3 separate regions of the Mus musculus genome follow, and regions 1 and 2 are each linked to region 3. A link is a contact called in public promoter capture Hi-C data. All regions are on one chromosome and are shown on one strand. The core of a region is the stretch at or near the end of the contact, and the rest is flanking DNA. Distances in the headings are between cores, read along the strand shown.

Region 1 (4,063 bases), core at 459-2,958, 310 kb before region 3:
CAAAGACTCTAGCAGCAACCACAAGTGGTTCCTTATGTGAAGGAACCCACTGTAATGCACTTTCCTGTTACTGTTCTGCAATAGCATTCAAAAGATCAAATTCATCCTAAATGTAAGTGAAATGAGACTTTTTAAATGCTCATCCATGCTCTTTAACTTCTCAGTAGCCTACAATTAACCACTCTTCTTTTATTAAAACATCCATTCTCTAATCTTAATCCATTTCTTATTTCTTATTCTGATGGTTGTTCCCTGTCAGCCAGGCTTCTCAACCTCTGCCTTTATTTTCTACTCTTCTAAGGTACTACATTCCACATTATAGAGTCTTCAGATACCATTTAAATGCTATTTGTGGCATCTTGGTCTCCCAATCCGACCTCCTGAACTTTAAATCTGCATGACTAACAACCTGCCAAGCGTTTCCAAGTCACTGTAGTGTCACCAAAACTGTGGCCAGTCCATAATGGAACCTCAGCAACTGCCAAGTATCCAAGTACCCAAACCTCCTTTTAAACCCCAGGTCATCTTTGACAACCCCTTCACATCCCATACCAACTCAATTACTTCATCCTTATGATTTTAGGGCTCTCACCCCAACCCTGTCTCAATTCTTGTATCCAAAACATCACTTTAAGGCAATTGCGTCCAGGGTGACGCCTGACAAATGGGTACTCTCATCACTACATAAGCTTCAGAACTTTAGACCTCTAATATCCTTTCCCACTTCTACCCAACGCTCTAGGGCGCAGAAACTCATCCTCCAGCTACATGTAATTCCAGACAATTTTCTGGCACTCAGGTCTGCCTCTGACATGAGTTCATAGAGGCTGCAAAGTTCCCGGGAACCGGATTGTGAAACTTAGTTTAAAAAAAAAAAAAAAAAAAACAAACCCAACTCCGACAGCTTCCTCTGTGTAGACGTTCCTCCATCAACAGGCTTTGCTTACTACTACTACTCCTTACACTGGATAGCAAAGTCAGCCGCCCCCGCCAGACATGAGCACCCCGAGTAGCGGAGAGAGGACTTGTAGCCGTCTCACTCGCCAACGCTTCAGCTCACCCCTGATTGAGGTCGTTCTCTGTGTTGTCCAGCCACAAGCGCACCGCCACCGCGTTGCCCTCCCGGCACTGAGTGAAAATGTCGTCCATAGCAGCGTCCCGGCACAGAGACCCCGGGACTGGGGAAGCCTCGGGGGACTGAGGGAGAACAGAGACAAGAGAATGACTCTCTGTGTGAGTTCCCTCAGGACAGAGGTGTCAGTGCTGGGATGGGGAGCGTCGCGAGAGGGACAGTGGTTGTCTATGAAGGGCTTCGGGCAGCGGACGACCCCTTGGCTCGAGGAGCAGGAGGGTCTGGGGGTGTAGGGTAGACTTTGCTAGTTTCCCGAGTTGGTGTCAGCCGGCTCTGAGCCCCGGCCCTCGAGCAAGGCTTGGGGGTGGGGGAAGGGACCCAAGCTGCAAACACCCGGGGGAGGGGACAGGGGTCCTTGCCCGGCGGCCCCGGCTCAGAACTGCTGCAGAGATCGCAGAGACGGGTTTGCAAGACAGCGTGGGGTAGGGCGCGGAGCTACCCACACTCACCGGGACTCGGGCCGCAGGCGCCTTCTCCGGGGGAACTCCCGTCCGGCCGCGCCCGCCGCCCGGCCCCGCCCCGGCCCGCCCCGGCCAGCTCGGGCCAGCGCGGGCCGCGGTCCCTCCCTTCCGACCTCCTACTGCCTCTCTAGCTCGCCAGCGGCTACGCTCTATGGTGCTCTGCTCCGCGAAGGCCGCTCTAGCTACCACAGAATTTCACTCGGTGGCTTCCGGCCCGGTTTGGTCCGACTCCAGCCCTAGGATTCCCTGACGCGCGCTGCACGTGGGCCAGAGCGTAGGCTCCTCCGGCCCTGCGGGCTACGGGTGGTATGTTCGAAGAGCCCGAATGGGTGGAGGCGGCCCCAGCCATCGTGGGCCTAGGGGCCGCGACAGCACAGGTTAGGCCGGCGACTGCCCCGCCAGTCAAGGTGAGCGGCCCTGCACTGGGCTGTTTGAAGGAGGTGAAGCCTACCCTCCGGGGGTCGTATTGGTTAGAGGGAGAGCCTGAATGCTATCGTGGATCGGGGTGGTGAGGGAGTTAGTTATGATCTGAAGATCCGGATAGTCCAAATAGGAATGCGGGATTCGGAGCGTGGAGCGTGGAGCGCAGAGCTTGAAAAGTTTAAGTTTTTTGTACACTAAGGGTAGAAATCAGTAGAGTTGTTTTAGCAGTGGAGTGGCTTCTCCAAGTTTTCTCTCACCTGGCATCACTTTATATACTGAGGATCGATTCCAGGGCTTCAGCGTGGTAGATAAGCATTTATTACTGAGCTGAATCCGTAGTCTTGAAAGGATTTTTAGAGGATTTTTAGTGGCAGTGTAGAAAGTATATTAGAGTAAAGGCAAGTGACTGGGAGGTTATCAGAATTACTATTCAAAAGAGGCTCAAGGTAAGGGTCTAGCTGAGGACAAGCAGCAGGACTTGAACCCCAAATCAGCTTCACGGAAAGCAGGCCTTTTCCTTTGAACCTCATCAGATATGAGGGTTTCAGTATCCCCTTGGGGTGTTCCTGACCTTCAGTTAGCCCAGGATGTTCTGCTCATTTCTGTAGTCCATTTCTGCTTGTCTGTGTGCAGCTTCTCTCTACTGCAGTTAGGAACTTTTTTTTTTTTTTTTTTTTTTTTCGAGACAGGGTTTCTCTGTGTAGCCCTGGCTGTCCTGGAACTCACTCTGTAGACCAGTCTGGCCTCGAACTCAGAAATCCGCTTGCCTCTGCCTCCCAAGTGCTGGGATTAAAGGTGTGTACCACCACTGCTGGCCAGTTAGGAACATTTTTAATAGACATGTGTGACACTGCCCTTCCTGTTTCAAAACAAAAAAAACAAACAAACAAAAAACCCTCTGCTGCTCCTAGAATGCTGTCAGTGGGAGGCAAAGATGGCTGCTGTCTTGCCTTGGTCCTGTTGTTTGTGTGCTTATCACATTCCTCTAAGGAAATCAACAGGCAATCCTTTACACGCTTAGAAAAGTAGGATGGGAACACTTTCTGCCCTCCAGTTTCCCAGAGGGTGGGATTGCAGCCTGAATGTTCTGGGCTTGGCTGACTTCACAGCAAACTTGTTAACTTTGGATGGGAAGAACGACCAGTAGCTGAAGCCCATCTCTCCTTTCTTAGTCTCCAGGCCTCGTCCATTCTCACACACACTCTCATCCCTTGTTTGCCTCCAGGGACGCAAGCGCCGCCATCTCTTGGCCACATTACGGGCTCTGGAAGCAGCATCTCTCTCCCAACAAACCCCCAGCCTACCTGGCAGTGACTCTGAGGAGGAGGAGGAGGTAGGAAGGAAGAAGAGACACCTCCAAAGGCCCTCACTTGCCAGCGTCTCAAAGGAAGTAGGGAAGAAAAGAAAAGGGAAATGTCAGAAACAGGCGCCATCCATCAGTGACTCTGAGGGGAAAGAAATAAGAAGAAAATGCCACAGACAAGCTCCTCCTCTTGGTGGGGTCTCTGCTGGAGAAGAAAAAGGAAAGAGAAAATGCCAGGAATATTCCTCTTTACACCTAACCCAGCCCCTGGACAGTGTTGACCAAACAGGTATCAGTATGTGTGAATATGGGGGTGGGGAGGCTGTGAACTGACTGCATAGATGATAAAGGTCTTTCTTTCTCTTACATAAACACACACGCACGCACACGGGTTGGATGGTAAGAGGCACTTTTATCCAGGCTACAGACTCTGTCTTAAGGACAAGGGAGTAGCCAGGATGACTTGCTATGCCTCTGAATTTAGGGGACCAAACCTCAAATGCCTTCTCATCTCCCTCTCTGCAGTTCACAATTCCAGGACGAGTACTGCTACAATTGACCCATCCAAGCCAAGCCCTGAGTCTATGTCACCTAACTCCTCACACACCCTGAGCCGCAAGCAGTGGCGGAACCGGCAGAAAAATAAGCGGAGACACAAGAACAAATTTCGGCCACTCCAGACACCAGAGCAGGCTCCTCCCAAGGCTTCCATAGAGGAGACTGAGGTGCCTCCTGTCCCAAAGT
Region 2 (4,169 bases), core at 1,102-3,601, 390 kb before region 3:
GGTTGCAATCCAAGAGGAACACTCCTCCAATGCTAGTGGGATCGCAAGCTGATACAGGCACTCTGGAAATCAATCTGGTTGTTCCTCAGAATATTGGAAATATTTCTACCTGAAGACCCAGCTACACCACTATTGGGCACATACCCAAAAGATGCTCCAACACATAACAAGGACACATACTCCACTATCTTTATAGTAGCCTTACTTATAGTAGCCAGAAGCTGGAAACAACCCAGATGTCCCTCAACAGAGGAATGGATACAGAAAATGTGGTGCATTTATACAATGGAATACTACCCAGCTATTTAAAATGATGACTTCATGAATTTTTCAGGCAAATGGATGGAACTAGAAAATATCATCCTGAGTTAGGTAACCTAGACCCAAAAGAACATACATAGAAATGTGGGAACAAAACCACCCCACCTAGGGATCTATACCATCTACAGACACCAAACCCAAACACTATTGCTGATGCCAAGAACTGCTTGAAAAGAAAAGAAAAAAAAAAAAAAAAAAACAGAGTGCAGCGGGCTTGATGGCAGAGGCAAGAGGAAAGAGGAAAGAAGGCCAAATGCATGAATCAGTTCCTCTCTGACCTTGAAGGACTTTATAATTTCAGCAACAGGCAGTTCACCTCGCTAAGAATACAAGGAAATGAAGCAGGGAGGGGACAGAACACCAAGAAGAATGTAAGCCAAGTTGGAAACTGCTCATCACTATTTCCAGAGTGAAACACCATCTGAAGGGTTAGGTTGATTCCATCAAACTCTGGGTCCCTCTTTAGCGCTGAGCCACCTCAACTTCTTCATATTGTATATGATCATAAACTTATTTTTCTAAAATGAAACTATTTTAAAAATTACTCCTTTTCCATTTGAAATGTGTTATTTGTTCTGTCCTAGTAACTCCAACTGTGATGAATTCATTTTAAATAAGCCCTAATATGATCATCATTTTGTTAAATACTAGAGCTAGACTATATTTTCACCCAATTCCTCCCAGAAAACTGTTTTCAAAGAGCCATAAGGATGCTGAGCAATGGAAGGGAACACACACACACACAAACACACAGAACTTTTTTTTTAAGAAAAAGTATTCATCCACCCAGAGACCTAGGGAAGAACCAAACTGTAGTGCCGAAAATAAATAAAAAAAATTCAATGAGATGGTTCCTAGTGATATTCTGCTAGATTCATAGATTGGTGCCTAACTCAGTCGTCATCAGAGAGGCTGCCTCTTGCAGCTGATGGGAGATGTAGAGGCCCACTGACAAACATTAAGAGGAGAAAGAACCTGGGTTGGAGGCCTACATAAGGTCCCGCCCCTTGGAGCTCGGGAAACCCAGCAGAAGACAAGGAAGAATAATTGTGGGAGCCAGAGGGGTCGAACACAGGTGAGGACAGCCTGTAGAATCAACTGAGCAGGGCTTATGGAAGCTCAAAGAAGGGGCAATCATGGAGCCCTCAAGGTTCTGCCCTAGGTTGTCTGCAAATGTGTTATAGTTTGTTGGCTTGGTTTTTTGGGAGGACTCCTAATAGTGGGAGATGGGATGTCTCTGACTTTTTTGCCTGCTCTTGGGACTCTTTTCCTCCTAGTGAGTTTCCTTGTCCACACTTGATGTTAGGGTTTGTGCCTGGTTTTTGTTTTTTTGTTGGTTGTTGTTGTTGTTTGTTTGTTTTTTGCCCCACCCCCTTGTGCCTGGTTTTATTGTGCTTTGGTTGATGTCCCTAGGAGGTCTGCTCTTTTCTAGGGGGAGAAAGGGGAGAAAGGAGAGTGGGGGCTGGGAGGAGTGATGGGAGAGGAGGCTGCAGTCTGGGTATATTGTATGAGAAAAGAATAATTTTTTTTTTTTAAATGTCAGGTATTTGTCCATTACTTTAGCTTTTAGTGCTAACTTAGGTTTTTATTTATGTCAATAAAAGAACATAATACCTGCAGCTTTCCTGGACATAATTTATCTCACTATCACTAATAAAGACTGGGTTTAAACTGGCATCGTCACAAAACCAGCCAGGACTGCAACTCCTCAGGCAAGAGCGCCACATTCCACCACAGGCCCACCCCTCTGACGCAGTTCTCCTCAGGTACTCACTTTCCCGGCATGCTCCGCCCGGAAGGCGCCTCCTCCAAGAACGCCCCAGCCAGCCGACGCAGTGCAAGAGAAACCCGGCAGGGGGCGCCGAGATCCCAGTTCGCCACAGAGCACCGCAGACCTTGAGGCCCGCCCAGCTCGTCGCTCCAGAAACGTCAACACGTCGGGCCGCCCTCCCTCAGACTGCCAGCTAGGCAGGCTCTGATGCGCACGCGCAAACGCGGTAGCCACGCGCCGAGTTACTGCGCATGCGTCCTCTGAGACGTGCCTCCGCCCCTCTGCTCCCCCTCTCCCCGCGCGCGCACACACAGCTCGGAGTTTCCCTTTCCGGGCCCCCGAGAGGAGGGGCTGAGGTGAGAGCATGAGGTTGTCGCTGGCTGCCGCTATCTCCCACGGCCGCGTCTACCGCCGCCTGGGCCTGGGTCCGGAGTCCCGCATCCATCTGCTGCGGAACTTGCTCACGGGCCTAGTTCGCCACGAACGCATCGAGGCGACATGGGCACGCGCGGACGAGATGAGGGGCTACGCGGAGAAGGTGAGAGCCAAGCTATTCACCGCCGGGTCCAGCCTCAGACCGCCGCTCTGGCCGTGTGTGGGGAGTAGGGCCACGCTGGGAGAACTTTCCACGGTAGCGAATTCCCGTGTGGCACTCAGCTGAACGCGTCACTCCTGCGCAGCAAATGGAAGGCTGGTTGGGGCTCCGAAGGAAGGAGCGCCCAGAATTAGCTTAGCTGGTGGGATGGTTGGATGAAGGTAAGACAGAAGAGTAAGGTGGGCGCCTCGGTTCTTGACTCGTCTTGCATCCATGTGTTTTGTCCTCACAGCTCATCGATTATGGAAAGCTGGGCGACACCAACGAACGAGCCATGCGTATGGCTGACTTCTGGCTCACAGTGAGTGCTCCCTACCTGCTAGTGAGGAAGGAATCCTTAGAGAACCGGGTACCTGGCAGATTGAAGGCAGGGCATTCTTTTATGTACCAGACTTGCGAACTACCTTAGACACGTATTTCTCTTATTTGACTTGGGTAAAATGAGCATCCGCATAACTTCCTGTAAGTGTTTCTGTGTAACTTGGTACCTGAATGGGTGGTGGGAAAGCCTGTGAAGATGGTTTTGAACCCTACCTCTGGGAATAATCTATAGTTAAATGCCTCTACAGTTGTGACTATTTTTTCTGATTAACTCTCCCCATCTAGGAGAAGGACTTGATCCCAAAGCTGTTTAAAGTGCTAGCGCCTCGGTTCCAAGGTCAGAATGGGAACTACACAAGAATGCTACAGATCCCGAATCGGAAGGAGCAAGATCGGGCCAAGATGGCGGTGATAGAATATAAAGGGAACTACCTCCCTCCCCTGCCTCTGCCTCACAGAGACAGCAACCTTACTCTCCTAAACCAGCTGCTCCTGGGACTGCAGCAGGACCTGCACCATAACCAGGACGCAAGCCTCCACAGCTCCTGTACAGTTCAAACACCAAAGACTTAACTGGAGCTGGAGAGTGGTGCATAGGTGTGGTGCCCGTGTTCGTGGGTCTTGGAGCTCGTGTAGTGTGTGAGGCCTGGAAGTAGCATTGTAAAGCCCCCTCATAATGAGACCCAGACCTCCCTGCTGACTCACACGATCCTCTTTGCACAGAAGATAAAAGTCTTAATATGAATATAAGATATTGACTTTCTTGTCCTTCCCTAGGATTTATGGAAAGTAAGAGGCATCCAGATGCTCAGCCTCCTAAGACAGTAAATTCACAACTTAGGTTCTAAATTCTAGGTCTAGTTTTGCTTGTTTGTTGGAGGGGAGGGGATCTTGCTGTGTAATCCAGACTATATCCACCATGCAGCAGTCCTCCTGTCCCTGTGTTCCCAAGTGTTCACCACCACACAGTGCCAGTTTGCTTTGGTTTTGTTTTTTCTGAGACAGTTTCTTTGACTGTCTTAGAACTCTGTTTGTAGACCAGGTTGGCCTTGAACTAAGCGATCCACCTGCCTCTGCCTCCTCAGTACTAGGATTAAAGGTATGGGGCACTACCTCCTGGCTCAGTTTGCTTATCTCAACACTAATTTAGATGGGCCCTGT
Region 3 (3,986 bases), core at 1,462-3,961:
TCTCAGCTTCCTTGCTCTCATTTTACACAATATTTTAAAAATATATTTTGCCTATTCCTATGGTTTCCAGTATACCCCTCCCTCTAGTGAAGACTTTTCAAGTCTCTATTTCCAGCTCAGATCTCCAAGGTAAGTTCCAGATCCCAGGATTCAACAGCTTTGGTGAGTAACCATCATTTTTTGAACACTATGGGTTCCAAATTGAGTTTATAATAATCCCTTCTTCCCAAACTGCTTCTGCTCCTTTGTTACTAGGTGCTGAATGCTTGTAGTTGCAGGCAAGTGCTGTCATATGACGTGCATATCCAGCCTCTTCTTGGTTGTCTTTCTGTGATAGGCCATCCACATCCTTTCAGTTTCCTAAACCAGAAACTGGATTTCATCCCTTGACCTCATCCACCCTCTCTGCTTCTAACCAATGTTCAGGGTTTTATTTTTTTGACGACATTTCCAGAAGTGGCTCGTGGATCCATCTTCTCTGCATCTGTACTGCCAGCCCCTCCTTCTGAGCTAGCATCATCTTCCAGCCAGATCTATGTAATGCAATAGTTTTCTAAAGTATCCTTCTGCATTCCATCTCAATCTCAACACCATGCAATTAACTCTGACAGCATACACTATTCCGTGGATCCCAATGCCTCAGGATAAAATCTACACACTATAGCAAGGGCTATAAAGCTCTCCAAATATACTCTAGGCTGGTCTAGCCTAAGTATTATTAGCTACCTTCAATGGTACATGTTCCAGTCATTCAAAAACTGTGTTGTACTGAACAAACATGCTATGGCCTTAAACTTGAAGTTTTTTAGATAGGCTGTCTTCGCCTAAGACATTTTATGCCTCTTCTGCTCAGTCACTTAGCTCTTTGTCTTATTTCCCTACTTGATCGTATCCCTATCTCAGGAAACCTGCCTTCATCCCCAAGGGCAGAGCAGGCTGGAGATGCCCCTCTTGTATATACACTGTCTTTCTTCTCTTCCTGCTGCCACTCCTGGCTTACTTGTCTGTTTCCCCTAGAAACTCGGAGCAGGGCTGTGTCAGTTTTGTTAAACTCGACCCTTGTTGCCTAGCACAGTTTCTGGTTCAATAAACATTTTCTGAATGAAAGAGTCTAAGTGACAGTGGGTAAAAGCCAAACTGAGAAAGCATGAATTGTTTCATAAGCTGAGTAAATATGTAGATTTATAATTTATTTCAATGTTTACATCTTGAACATAGAATCCAACTCCTTCCCTTTCCATTTACTGAACCCAAGCTCCTAGGTTCCACCTCCCACCCCCAGTGAAGTTACCAGACCCCCAATTACTTTGGATGTCCACATCCCAATCAGACCCTCTTGTGGGATTTCCAGGCAGTGATTGTTACCCGTGGTCTCTGTCCCTGTGTACTTGGCTGCAGACTGCTGAGACTGCAGTCTGTGTCTAGTTCATTCCGTGTCCCCAGTGCTAAGCCTAACAAACGTTCATTAAACATTGCAAGCAAATATAGGGATGGGGGGGGCATACATTTAAAGATGTTCATTGAAGCAATGAAGATGCTACTGATGGAAGGAATGAGTCATTTTGAAGCTGGGATGAGGGAAAGCAGTACGAAGGGAAGGTGACACAAAGGAATGGGGTGACTGTTGCCAGGGGAAGTTAGTTCTAGGCAAGTGAGAAAAGGGATATTTGGGGAGCTTTGGAAGGGACTTGGGGACCTTCAGAGAGACAGAGAAAGCACATAGGTGGATGAAGGACCCTGGGAGCAGAGGAGTTTGGGGACAAATGAAACAAGAAAGGTAACTTCCCCCAGTGCCTGCTAAATTCAGATCTGAGAATATTTCATTCGGAAGGTTGGGGTAGAGGGGGATGATTACAACTCTTATTCATGCAGTCCAGAGAGCTTCTACCCTCACCGGCCCAGCCTCCTTCTTTTGCCTTTCTTTCCCTGGTTCCTGCCTCTCCCTCAGTACTGGCTCTGTAAACTGGAAAAGAAAGCTAGACCCTCTGACAAGAAGAGGTCCTTGCTTCCCAGCTGTGTGATGCTTAACTTGAGAATGATCTAGGTAGCTAATGGCAGGGCAAGTATGAGGCCAGGGCTCTGAAGCATGGTGTGAAGGTGTTGGAGTCAGGAGAGCTTGGGAGCCAGTGTGTGGAGGGGAGGGACCTAGGTGGGAGCTGAGGAAGTCCTATCAGGGTAAGCTATGGGCAGCTGACAGTGTAGAGGTCAAAGGGGTTCTCGAATAGTGCTGTGTGGTGCAGTGAGAAGGGCTTAGGGAGGCACCCACCTCTGGTCCCGGTTCCGCGGATACGAGGGGTCTCGCAGCTGAGGTTGCCGGCGCTACTGCTGTTGAGGAGGGAGACACCCGGGCGGCACAAAGAAGACCCTGACCCGGGTCCTGGTCCCTGCAAGCTGCGGTTCAGCTTGAGCAGATCCATGGCTCCTGTGAAGTCCCACTCAGCTCCAACTAAGCTAGCTCCAGCACCGGTTCCACCTGCTCCCGCGGCGCTGCTCGCTCAGGCTCCCGCCCACCACATCGCCAGCCCCTCCTAGTTTCCGCCCCCTGCCCTGGCCCCTACTCCTCCACTCTGCCACCAGCCTTCCCTTAGACCCAGCCGGTCCCAAGCTCTGGGCGGCTTTTGTCCCACCAGGTGACTCTTGGCGCGCCTCCTTGGCTCCAGAGTTCCGTGCGCGCGCTCCTGGGTGACTGCACTCCAGGCAGGCTCGCCCCCGCGCTAGGTTCTCCTTCTCTTAGAAATGTCTTTTCTGCCCACCTCTCATACCAATGTCCCCAGTTCTGGAAATTCGTGTGTGTGTGTGTGTGTGTGTTTACACGTGCGCCTGCTGGAGGGGATGGTGTGATGGGGTAGCTGCTGTGCGGTCCAGCATCTTTCTTTGGTGGTTTAGAAGACGTGGTGATGGCGGTGGTGATCCGGTTTGAGTCCCAGGGTCCCCGCTACAGAGCAGGTGCCTTAGTTTGTCTGGAGCCGCAGTTACCGAGTTCTGCCGCAGTGGCCGCAGTGATAACCACAGTATCAGCTACCTTAGCTCTTTCGTGAAGGCTAGCTTCTGCCTTTGTACATCCCACCTCCTATCTGAAACCCCAAACCCAGGCCTTTTCTTCAAAGACTCGGAGGGTCCTGGAGGGCCGCAGTTGCTCACAATGGAGACTGTACAAGGAAAAGGGCTAGAGTGGACTAGGGCACTGGGGGCGGCGGGGAATTGAGGTGAGAAATGCACTAAATGAACTGAGTTGAGGTGTGGTAAGGGTTCTAGTTCTGGCCCTGACTAGGGTGAAAGATAGGGAGCAGGCAGCTTGGTCATCTACCTAGTCTCTAGGCAGCGTCCACCCCCACCTGAAACGATGATGCTCCATTTGCCCTCAGCACGGATACAGCAAGGGAGTAGGGTGCTGGGTTCCCATGAGAGGGGATCAGAAAAGGACTGGGTCACTGGAGTGTGGCGGGGGCGGGGTAGGGGTTGGACAAAACTGAAGGCGCCAATGAAGTGGATTCCGCTTCCTGAGGCAGGACTGGCCTCCTCTACTTTGTGGCCTTGTTTCGACCAGTGTCATCCATTCCAAAGAAATTCTAGTGTGATGTGAAATATCTTTTGGGATCCCAAAGTGGCTGTCAGAGGTTGGGGGGGGGGGGTGGAGACAGAGGAAGAGAGAATTAGAGTGGGGGTGGGGTAGTCTAGATACATGGGGAATTCGGATTCAGTATCCTGACTGTTTTGGAAAGGACCTGATCAGTCAGCATTGAGTTCATAAGGACTGCAGAGCTGGAGGAGGGGCTAAGCCTGGGATGTCATCACCCCCTCCCTCCACTGTCACCTCTGCTTGTCTGAGAGCCCGGGATCAGAGGAACCTGGTGTTTGCTCAGCTCCAGCACAGGTGGCATCTCTGATAATCCGATGAGCTTTTCCCACATTGGATGACGGTAGCACTGAGAAACACGGGGACAAAGGGAATGTAGGGGGGAGAGAGAGGGACATGGATGTAGCTT

Evidence for each region. Capture Hi-C pulls out chosen DNA fragments and counts their contacts.
Region 1: a promoter capture Hi-C map of pancreatic islet shows a contact between it and region 3. The contact joins the promoter of Ilk here to the promoter of Cckbr in region 3. A contact is called at or near these places in 3 of 39 promoter capture datasets (cranial neural crest, pre-B cells and second pharyngeal arch cranial neural crest), 1 of 484 Hi-C or Micro-C datasets (olfactory sensory neurons) and 3 of 9 other capture datasets (adipose tissue, liver and pancreatic islet).
Region 2: a promoter capture Hi-C map of liver shows a contact between it and region 3. The contact joins the promoter of Mrpl17 here to the promoter of Cckbr in region 3. A contact is called at or near these places in 1 of 39 promoter capture datasets (pre-B cells), 1 of 484 Hi-C or Micro-C datasets (cortical glia) and 1 of 9 other capture datasets (liver).

Annotation. Positions count from the first base shown.
Region 1 is chr7:105,734,235-105,738,297 of GRCm38.p6, reverse strand. Ilk (integrin linked kinase) reads right to left here and starts at 1,708. Exons shown (of 13, transcript NM_001161724.1): 1 at 1,582-1,708; 2 at 1,061-1,197. The coding sequence starts at 1,149. Rrp8 (ribosomal RNA processing 8, methyltransferase, homolog (yeast)) reads left to right here and starts at 1,714. Exons shown (of 7, transcript NM_025897.2): 1 at 1,714-2,000; 2 at 3,242-3,608; 3 at 3,845-4,063. The coding sequence starts at 1,902.
Region 2 is chr7:105,809,269-105,813,437 of GRCm38.p6, reverse strand. It overlaps Mrpl17 (mitochondrial ribosomal protein L17), which reads left to right and starts at 2,351. Exons shown (of 3, transcript NM_025301.2): 1 at 2,351-2,630; 2 at 2,920-2,988; 3 at 3,294-4,169. The coding sequence starts at 2,457. The coding sequence ends at 3,581.
Region 3 is chr7:105,424,456-105,428,441 of GRCm38.p6, reverse strand. Cckbr (cholecystokinin B receptor) reads right to left here and starts at 2,711. Exons shown (of 5, transcript NM_007627.5): 1 at 2,267-2,711. The coding sequence starts at 2,417.